2 separate regions of the Mus musculus genome follow, and region 2 is linked to region 1. Evidence: chromatin contacts called from public promoter capture Hi-C data. All regions are on one chromosome and are shown on one strand. The core of a region is the stretch at or near the end of the contact, and the rest is flanking DNA. Distances in the headings are between cores, read along the strand shown.

Evidence for each region. Promoter capture Hi-C pulls out the DNA fragments that hold promoters and counts their contacts.
Region 2: a promoter capture Hi-C map of liver shows a contact between it and region 1, with 2.3 times the contacts expected there. The contact joins the promoter of Zdhhc23 here to the promoter of Atg3 in region 1.

What each region holds. Positions count from the first base shown.
Region 1 is chr16:45,156,328-45,161,452 of GRCm38.p6, forward strand. It overlaps Atg3 (autophagy related 3), which reads left to right and starts at 2,502. Exons shown (of 12, transcript NM_026402.3): 1 at 2,502-2,844. The coding sequence starts at 2,773. It overlaps Slc35a5 (solute carrier family 35, member A5), which reads right to left and starts at 2,346. Exons shown (of 7, transcript NM_028756.4): 1 at 2,055-2,346; 2 at 1,134-1,319. The coding sequence starts at 1,299.
Region 2 is chr16:43,977,897-43,983,157 of GRCm38.p6, forward strand. Zdhhc23 (zinc finger, DHHC domain containing 23) reads right to left here and starts at 1,913. Exons shown (of 5, transcript NM_001007460.2): 1 at 1,563-1,913; 2 at 1,012-1,280. The coding sequence starts at 1,154. Gramd1c (GRAM domain containing 1C) reads right to left here. Exons shown (of 17, transcript NM_001359085.1): 16 at 5,245-5,261; 17 at 2,454-4,242. The coding sequence ends at 4,162. It overlaps Gm46552 (a long non-coding RNA gene), which reads left to right and starts at 1,977. Exons shown (of 2, transcript XR_001781930.1): 1 at 1,977-2,342; 2 at 4,961-5,261.

The sequences.
Region 1 (5,125 bases), core at 1,252-3,751:
ACTGTCTCTGCAGCTTGGACATAGTCTTTTTTATTCCATTTCTTTTAATAGACTTCTATAACATATTTACATGTTTATCTCTTCTAATAAACCAAGCTCTTAAGGATATCGTCTGTATGCACTATGAACTCTATGACTGTGACTAGGCCTCTGGTCTAGTGAGGAATTATCTCAATTAGATTAGCCTCTGAGCATGCCTGTAAGGGACTATGTAAATTAGCTTGAGGTAGGAAGAACCACCTTACCTTTGGGGAACAGCATTTCCTGGGCTAATATCTTAGACTAAATAAGAAAGTGAAAATGAGCTGGGTGTGACTTTTTAAAAAAAATTGAAAATATTTTTCCTGTAATATGTCAATGGATGGTAGAATTCTAGTTAGGTGGCAGAAGACTACAGTGGATGAAGTGTATTTAGCAGATCTGGGGAGTACATTTCAACTTTCTGGGATTATAGCTATCGTCAGTTTTGAGTTGCCATGTGGATGCTGGGAACTGAACCTACAGACTCGAGAAAACCAGCCAGTGTTCTTTGCTTCTGGGGTATCTCTTCTGCCCCAAGCATACTCTCTCTTCTTGCTTGATGCCTGTGGGTGCCATGTGAATAACTGCTACGAGAGCTTCCGCTACCATGACCTCTTTGCTTGGTGAACCCTACGCTCAGATAGTGAGCACAAAGAAACCCTTTCCTTAACCTGCTTTGGGCAAGTATTTTGTCAGAGCAATGAGGAAAGAAACTAATATGCTATTAAAACAGAGCCTAGGGCATGATATTAACTGAAGTCGAGACTTACATTCACAAGTAGGAGCCCAACTAGATAACTAAACAAATATATTGTATTTCCAAATAAGCTATAGTTGTATGTTTTACTAGAAATCCAGAAACACTTGTTGGGCATCTGGGTATAATCAGATGTTAGATACACTGTGCTTTACCTTGCACTTAAATGATCCAAATTTCATCCAGGGTTAAAAAAATGTTGCCAAGGAACACACAAGGTTAAAGTTTAAATTTTCAATACACTTTATCATGGACACAAAGCATAGTACTTTAAAAGGCATCACGTATAATTTATTCATAAGAACACCAGGCAAATGATTAAAAGCACCCCATACACATTTCCATTTTAACTCACCTTCATTGGCAGAGTATTTTACCAGTAAGATTCGACTTGAACTTAGAGTAATGAATATAATGCCTAGCAGGAATGTGTACAGCGTTGGTGGGCCTAACCCAGGGCGCCTGGAGCATTTTCTTTCCATTCCACGGGTTTTTAATTGCCTTAAGAAGATCACTTTCATGAGCAGCCCCGTCGGCAGACCTAAGGATTAAACACAATGCAAAGACTGAAGACTGTGAAGAATAGAAAAGGAAACCTGTAGAAGTCTGGCCACAACTACAGCAGACGGAAGACAGCCGAGGACAACAGAGAGGACTTAAAGGAAACAAACCATACTGCCAACATCTGATAGGAGAGGCAAGTCTCAAGACAGAGAGGGGATGGCCAGATTGGAAATAAGTTAGGAAATGTGTAACTGACAGTTTGGGACTGCAGAAAAGCAGTTTATTCGTATTAACTTTGGTCCACAAGGAATGAATTTTGGAATGGCCTTTCCTTTCAGAGCAGAAAAAGAGCTCACTGGGAACGATTCTTTTACAGAAGCGACCTCAGTGCAAATAGTTGAATCACAGCTAATGACTCTTAAGTGAACCAGGATGGGACCAGAAGGCTCATCTTGGGTCAGTGAGCCTAACTGGTCGGTCTTTCACGACAGATGGTCACGAAACTCCAGGCAGGGTAAATACTTGCCCAACGCGCACAGGTAGGATGGGAACATAGAGCCGTCAAGGGCCGCAGACACAGGCCCAAATCAGAGAGCAGGTGGGCACAAGCCAATGGACAGAAGGCCAATGGGTCAGCACTCCTCCCACCTCCACCAGGTTTCCCTCACTGTCAGGGAAACCCTCCCACACATGCGCAATAGGAATCGCGGGCGGCTCCCAAGCCCCTTAACACGCTCGAGCCACAACACTCAGCCCGCGAGGGCGCGGTTACCTCAGTCGCTCAGGGAAGGTTCTAGTGCAAGAACGGACATCATAGAGCCGACATAGTGACTGCCTAAGTTCGTAGTAGCAGCAGTAGGTTTTGAAGGCCCATTGGTGGGGAAACTATGAGCCGGGAGCAAAGGCGACAAAAAACAAAAAACAAAAACAAAAACAAACAAAAAACAATAAAAATCAACCCTTCTCACGCTGCCTTCCAGGGCTGGAATACAAAGCTAAGAGCCGCCCGCTAGGGAAGAGCAGCCTGAGCGGCCATTGCGCAGGCGCGCTCATTCCAGCGCTTCCGGGGGGCGGGCCGGAGGGAGCAGAGGCCGGCCGGTCCCGCCCCCGCGGGCCTCCTTTTGTCACGTGTCCTGGGAGAGTCGAGTCACGTGAGGCCTTAGGTGGCGGCGGGGCTGTTGGGAGAGTGTGAGAAGAGGAAGGGGAAGCCGGAAGGGGTGTTCAGTGGAGCTCCGGGGAAGAGAGACAGCTTGGAGAAGGCCGGGGGCTGCGCGCGCACCCGCCTCTCGCTCAGCCGGCTTGGGCCCTCTGCGGTGGCGGCCAGGTGACAGCTGGGCCGGGCCTCCGCGTGTCGCCGCCCCTCCCCCCCGGCCGGGCCGGTGCCGCTGCGAGGTTCGATGCCAGTCGGGCACGTCCGGGGCAGTTTTTGACTCCCCTGTGGCCCGGATTGCGACAGTCCCTCCGTGCCCTATCGCTGCTCCAGCCCCAGGATGCAGAATGTGATCAACACGGTGAAGGGAAAGGCTCTGGAAGTGGCCGAGTACCTGACCCCGGTCCTCAAGGTAAGCGGGGAGGGTCTGGCTTGCTCTGCCCTGGTTGCCCAAGTCCCGGTCCCCAGCGTGGACGGGGTGTAGAAGGTGGAGGGGCGAGTCGCGCGGCCGGGTGCTGCCTCTTGCCTTGGGCTCCTGGGCCAGTCCCAAGGCTTGCTGGCTTCCCCGCTTCCACTAGAGTGAAACTGGGTGCCTGCTGTCTCCACTGATCAGTGCCGCCTTGGAGTGCACGGCTAGGTGGTGCGGAGCAGAGGTACGAACGTTCTGACATCCATAGTCTTTTAAATAGGTAGACTGGGTTAACCTTTGAAAAGATGACAGCTTGGTGGCTAAACAGCATGCCACGTTTCCTTCCAAGTTTCATAGGAAGTTTTGCTTTTCGGGTGATCTAATTCCCAACTTGCTTAGGTTTCAGAGGAACATAGTAAACTGTGACATGTTAGTAACTCTGAGCCGAACTAGAGCGAAACTTGACGTTTCTCAAGCCTTTAAGGTAGCCGTAAGTGATTATTAATCTTGGACTTGAGTGATCCTACAGCAACAGTTCAGCACAGCCGATTGTATATTGTATAGATTGGAAACACTATTGACATTTTTAGGTGAAAGTTGTGATAGGTTAGCTGTTAGCACAGATTGGATTACTTGCTTTCAAAAGTAAAATTTCAGGGCTTCATTCAGAGCTTTCTTACACCTTCTAGGCTACATACGGTAACTTGATTTTGCTTTGTAAAAAGCAAGCAGTAAAAGAGAAACAGATAATTTTGCGTAGTTTTTGTTCTGTACTTAGCTTTCAGTTAGAATTTTACCAATCTTAGTGCAGGGGTGAAATCTGCTGATGGGCAGAGTAGGCTGTTCGATCTTTCCTTGGCAAGGGGGGAATGCTTTCCAATAATTATTACCAAAATACTTTTGGGCCAGGCGTTGGGGTTGCACACCTTTAATCCCAGCACTTGAGAGGTAGAGGCAGGCGGATTTCTGAGTTCAAGGCCAGCCTGGTCTACAGAGTGAGTTCCAGGACAGCCAGTGCTACACAGAGAAACCCTGTCTCGAAAAATACCAAAAAATAAAGTAAAATAAAATAAAATACTTTTGAAAAAAATACATTTTTGGATCAAGTTTGAAGAATCTGGAACAATTGCGAATGTTTCTTTTATATGTATACAGTGACAGTCATTTTAGTTAAGATTTACTCTTTTACTTAAGAATTGGAAAATAATTTCTACATTGACATCAAATGCTTCTTTTGTATGTTATACTTCCAGAATATTGTATCTGTGTAGATTCACAGTGTTTTAATAATGTACCATCAATTTAACTTTTAGTCTGAGGGAGAGATGAGCAAAACACTTCTCAATTAAATATAACATGGCTATCTTGTATAGCACTTGCATTTTGTTGAACTTGTAGAATAGTTCTCGAGGAATCAAAAATACATACACACACACACACACACACACACACACACACACACACACACACACACACACACACACACACTGTGTAGACTTAGTTGGTTTGGACCGCACTGTGTAGCTCAGACTAACCTTGAATTCTTAGAGATCCACCTTCCTCTGCCTCCCAAGTTCTGAGGTTAAAGTGTTTTGCCGACCTGCCTGGAGGCAATGTGTAGCATATGTTTTTAGTATAAAAGAGAATTAATGGCCCCTCCTTGTGACTCCTGTCACTCCTGTAAAGAGAATCCTTATAGATGAGGGAAGGGAAAGAGAAAAAGAGAGATAATCCAGAAAGAAATGATGCTTTGTTAGGAAGTGAAGGTTTAGAGATGGCTTTGTTTAGATGGCAGCTGTGTAGTAAAGCCGAAATCCTTAGAGTGATCTTGAAGGGTCTCTGGTCACTACAAGTCCCAGTCTCCTCTAACTTGTGAGTACTGTGGCGTAGCCTCCCTCCTTAGTACACAATCAAGCAGACTTTGCTTCTATAATTTTTCTTTCTCCCTTAGCCAGCAATCCTTTTACTCCAAACAGCCTTATGGTTTTAGTCTTTTTTCTATCCTTTATTTATTTATAATATATTTTGTTCTTATTTCTTGAGAATTTCATAGATGTGTACATTGTATTTTGGTTATATCCATCTCTACCTCCCCACCTCCAATTTCTTCCAGATCACCCCCAGCATATACCTCTGCCAACTTAGTGTTTTCTTTTTAATTCTCTGAGCACAGTCACTGCTGCCTAGGTGTGTGTGGGCATAGGGTCACCCATTGGAGAGTGGACAACCTACCAAAGACCACAACTTGAAGAAAAGAGACTTATCTTCTCCTAGAGAAACTGCT
Region 2 (5,261 bases), core at 663-3,162, 1.2 Mb before region 1:
CAGGCCCCAAGGGCTAGGAGAGAGGAAGAGTTAGCAAAGTTAGTGGCAAAGCCATGGTCCTTCCTGAATGATGGCCATTATGGAACTGGCATACACTCTCCATTCCTTAGTGCAAAGTGCTCTATTTTCCTCAGGATGGATTTTAGACTAAGTCTCAAGAAGCTATATTTAAGGCTACCTATTTAAAAAGAAATACTATAGAAAGAGACAAGGAACAAAGAGGTAATGGGCTTTACCAGTCAAGAGTGACAGAAGACTGCAGTGGTCCCCATGCAAAGCTGTTCTTGGCCTGATTAACAATCTACAGTCACCATGACTGTGTAGCCAGAAGGGACAATTTCTGGGAAAAGCTTGTCTCCAACATCCCTCTTCCTATCACTTTATGCCTTCCATAAGCAGATGTTTAAAATATATATATTTAGAAAAATGGCTAAAAGCAGTTTATTGCTGCTTGATACAAACTGGTTTTAACAGAGGTTAAAAACTCTCTTTTTAGATAGCAATCTCCATCGCTGAGATTGTGGTAAAAGTAAAGGCCAAAGATAAGACAATATTCCAACCAGGACTGTGTTGCTACACACAGAAAAACAGTCACTCCCCACAAGGTGTACATGGCCTCTCTCTCTGGAAATACAGGGTGAACTGAGAACAGAGAAGCTATCTTTTACCCTTCAAGTTCATGTGACCACGTGAGAACAACCCCATGCATGGGTCCTACTAAGATCACTGAAAATACAGAACTTTCTGGAGTGTCCATTTAAACTTGCAGTGTGTGTGCTGGATTGCGTTCTTATATACATCTAATCTACCCTACTATCCTCCATGATCCTTTAAAATGAAAACTGTTAAAATCCTCACACCTGACAGCAAAAAACCAATCCTCTATTTTAGATCCTTTGGAATAGCAAGAACAAACCTCAGCATTCTGGACGGCAAACCTGAAGGAATATATATACATATGTAGGTCTCAACAGAACCAGTGGGGTCAGCATCTGGAAACTGTAAGCTTACCTGTCACAGCCTTCATCGAGGTCTTGACAATCACACAAACAGGCAGCCACGTGGTTCTTTTCCCCATTTCGATCTATGTATTCGCAACAGCACAGGGGCTCCAATTCAGGTTCTTCGGTTTTCTTTTTTTTGACTGGCTTCATATTGCCCTTTAGTGTACGGATTTGTACCTGTCACCATGAGGCATAAGAAGCTCACAGAAGGTAAAGGTGGCAAGAACTCAACTCACATCCTGTAAACACATCCTTGCTTCTCATTAACGCCAACGCCTGAGCAATAAAAAAATGAAAAGGGGGGAAGGGTCCTGCTTTCATCAGGCTTTTCGGGCTCCGCGTGGCCTGACAGGAGGGTTCCTTGACTTCTGGGGCTCTGAGCACCTTCCCCTCCCCTTCCCAGCTAGGCTAGCAACATCTGGGCACCAGCCGTTCCCATGGCGACAGCCGACCACGCGGCCCGGGACAGCAGAGCTAGGGCGGCCCAGTTCACCTGAGGGTGCCGGCTCAAAGGGCCGGGCTGTCCCCACCCCAAGGCTGCGCGCCGTGGAAACTCACCCTCGCAGGTGCAGGCAGCGACGCCCTGGCGCTGCAACCACCCACCGGCCCGGGGATGCCAGGAGCCCCAGCAGCCCCGAGGTCGCCCGTCCAGCCCACTCCGAACCCGCCGCTCCGAGGGCGTGGGCGGGCCTGGAGAATGACCTTGGCGGGGAAGTTACCTGCCCTCCCGACAGAGGCGGGGACCGGGAGGAGGACCGACTCCCCTGGGCGCGGCTGAGCCTGCGACCCCGCACGGCAGGCTCGGGAGTGCCGGGCGGAGTCGCCCACCTGTGAGCACCGCCGGTGCGCGCGCCTGCCGAGCGAGCCAGTCGCCCCCGGTCGCCGCTCCGCAGGTCGGCGCGCGCTTCCGGGTGCCCCGCCCCCGGCGCCGGGATCCCGCCGCCCGCACGTGCGCCGCCTGCCCACGAGGCCCCTCCCCCGCCGCGCTCCGGCCGGGCCACCTCGCACCTGCGCCGGGGCCCTCGCGGTGCCGCCGGGGTGCGGGATCGGACCCCGGCGCTCGCGCGCCGCCAGAGTTCCGCCGGTCGCCTGCGGTCCTCCAGCGCCGGCAACAGGCGTTGGGGTTCGATCCGCACCTTGGCCGCCTTCAGAGGTGCCACCCCACGAGTCGCCCGCCTTCCCTTGAGGCCCGCTGTGGACCCCAAGCCCGGCTTATCCAACTTGTTCTCGCTCGCGAGTCCTGGAGGATGGAGCTGCTTTCCAGCCAGGCCTCGGTGGTACTTTTGATTCAGTAGTCTGCACATTTGCAATGAAATTGCCCAAGAGAGTCCCCTCTGGGTTTGTATTGCAGCACAAATCTGTAAGAACTATGGGCCTACGTACAGGTTTTCCCTACCCCAGGCTTTCTAGGTTTTGGTTTGGTTTTAAGCAGAAACAGAAGAAAAAACGACAACTTAAACATTTCCGGTTTTATTGAAGTCAATCCATACATAACAGATTAAGATCTCATTAATTCTACGTACATATTTAGTGTTTTATCTACAAAGTGACGTTGGTAATCTTTGAGGTATATGGTGAAGTGCTTTAAGAGAAACCACAAAAGCATTCACTTTGACAGTTAACATTTTTCTAAATTTAACAATCTGAAGTTTCTAATCCAGTCACTCAAACTCACAGCCAGAGACTTCCTATGTTCTTATCACAAACAAAACAGAACAGAACAGAACAGAACAAAACAAAGCAGAACAGAACAGAACAGAACAGAAGGTATTACTCCGAAGCCCCCTGCCCCAGGGAGATTAGTTAGGATTCATGAAGAGAAACCCTTCCCTTTAGCCAGTATTTTTATTCCCTACAGGCGTCTCAAAAACATTGTTAGCAATGACATTTGGCTTTGGTGACACTGAGGGAAAGGAAACATTGACTAAAGGCAATGGATATTCAATAAAAATAAATATATGTGCGTGTTCTAGAAAGACAGCTAGAGAACAAAACAATAAATACGTCCTGAACATTTCCTAAATCCCGGGGGACGCAGCTAATTTCAAGTCAAGTCGCCAAGTCCTTATTTTCACAAACCACTGGTGCTGACACAAGTGCCTGAGTGGTTTTCCCGAGAGCCCAAGCTTGCGCCTCTCAACTCCGGTCAGCTTGCATGCCCCCCAGTCTTTATTGCTGAGTGCAAGTTTGTGTCCAGCTTATAATTTGCCAGCAAGACAAGTTAGCTGCTACTGAAAAGTGATTAATTATTTTCTACCTGATGGGCCACCTCTATCATGGGTGTTGCTAAGCTGAATCTAAGCATTACTCATGGACTCAATTTGATCTGTCATGGAATGCCCAGATTTTATAATAATCTTACGACTTCTAAAACTGAAAGTAGTTCATTATGAGCATTGATGTCCTATATACTTCCTTCTCCTAAATTACTGTTCAGTCTTTTTGATATATAAAGGATAATCTCACCTTTGGTACTTATACGTACATACATATATGCACACACATATGTATATATATGTACATGTATATATGTGTGTATATATATACATATATATCCCTTCATTCAGATACAACATGGCCAATGACTCTTTCGGACATACAAAAGGTCTGACCATTGGCCTTGAGGCCAAGTCAAGGAAGGCACTGTAAAATTTAAAGATACAAGCCTGGAATGTATGCACTTGGAAAACGATCCTTTAAGGTGATAAATGATTGAGGGGTTTCTTCTTACCTTTTTAGGCTCTTAAACTCAGTTACAAACGCAGCCCCCCACCCCCACCCTGGGCACACAGGGACTCTGTGCTAACATAAATTTAAAGGATCAAGTAGCAAGCCTCACTATAGAAGAATAGCCATCCTACCCACAGTGCCTTCCTTCCCCTTTTGTGTCACAGAATTTCAATTCCAAAATATATTTCATGGTTCACTGGAGAAATTCACAGCTTAAAAGTATCTATAAGAAGTGAAAAGATAGAGTCTTAAGGCTATTGGAGAGTAGTCATTGAGTAAATGTTATTTAAATACAGCTTTCCTGGTAGAAATCCTGGTAATAAAAATATCAGAAATGTCCTTATGACAGTGACAGTCTTCATCCTCCGATTCCTTCCAGATGTTGCCTTCTAGGTCCAGATGTCTCTTTGGTTTCCACATTTCAGCACTAGCTCTCCACAGCCACCCCAGACTTGTTCTTATTTAGTAAATCAAAGGTTTTTTGAAGCATAATGAGTGAGCTCTTCAGCTGCAAACAAAATGATCAAGAATCAGACTTCAATTTTTGCCAATTACTTTACTCCAAAAGATATATGAGTATATGTATAAACATATAATGTATGTATTTGATTCAAACATCTATGATAGATAGATAGATAGATAGATAGAAAGATAGATAGATATAGATATAGATATAGACATAGATATAGATATAGATATAGATATAGATATAGATATGCTCAAATAAATTAGATCATCAATCCCTGATTCTCCAGTATGTGCTATATGAATTCTAGAGAGTTCTTACCAGGTACTAAGGGCCATATAGCCTTCCATGCAATGTACTTCCCAGGAAGCCTCTCTCATTATCCAGAGGGAAAGACTTGTTTTCTTAGACCTTCCTCAAGTCTCAGTAGTGTTTCCATTCTTCTCTGAACACATCGAGCCCCACAACTGAGCCATGTCTTCCTAATCCCCTCAAGATTCTCTTCCCAGTTCTGAAACGTACCTGTACCTACTGACCCCACGCGATCTTCCCCAAACGCCCTGCCTCTGAGCTCCCAGAGCACTACCAATTTCACACTTCTATACTACTTAACCCTGCACTTTTAAAAACAAACTTGAAAGCCTGTAGGGTAACTGACTTCTCTCATAAAATTGAAGCAACTCCAGACCAAGAAATATACCTTATCCCTTACTGTGTTGGTTCATTTGTTCATTCAATAAACCTGGATTATCTGTTTCAGGTTGGGCACGGTGCTAAGCATGGACCTCACAAAGCTGAGCCAGATGTTCCCAAAGAGCAAAGAGGCTCAAGGATAGAAGAATTTATGGAGGTGGTTACAGAGGAAGAGAGAAGGTTTCTCTTCTCTATAAGGCATGGTCATCCACTGAGTGAGAGAATAGCGTGAACCAAAAGAGAACGATGAAGTGAGAGAAGAGTTACTAAGCAACCATAGACAAATCGTGTCTAAAGACTGCCCAGCTGAGAACCTGCCCATTCACACCCCTGAAGAACAAACCGGCCTACCTGTTCCAACATCACTA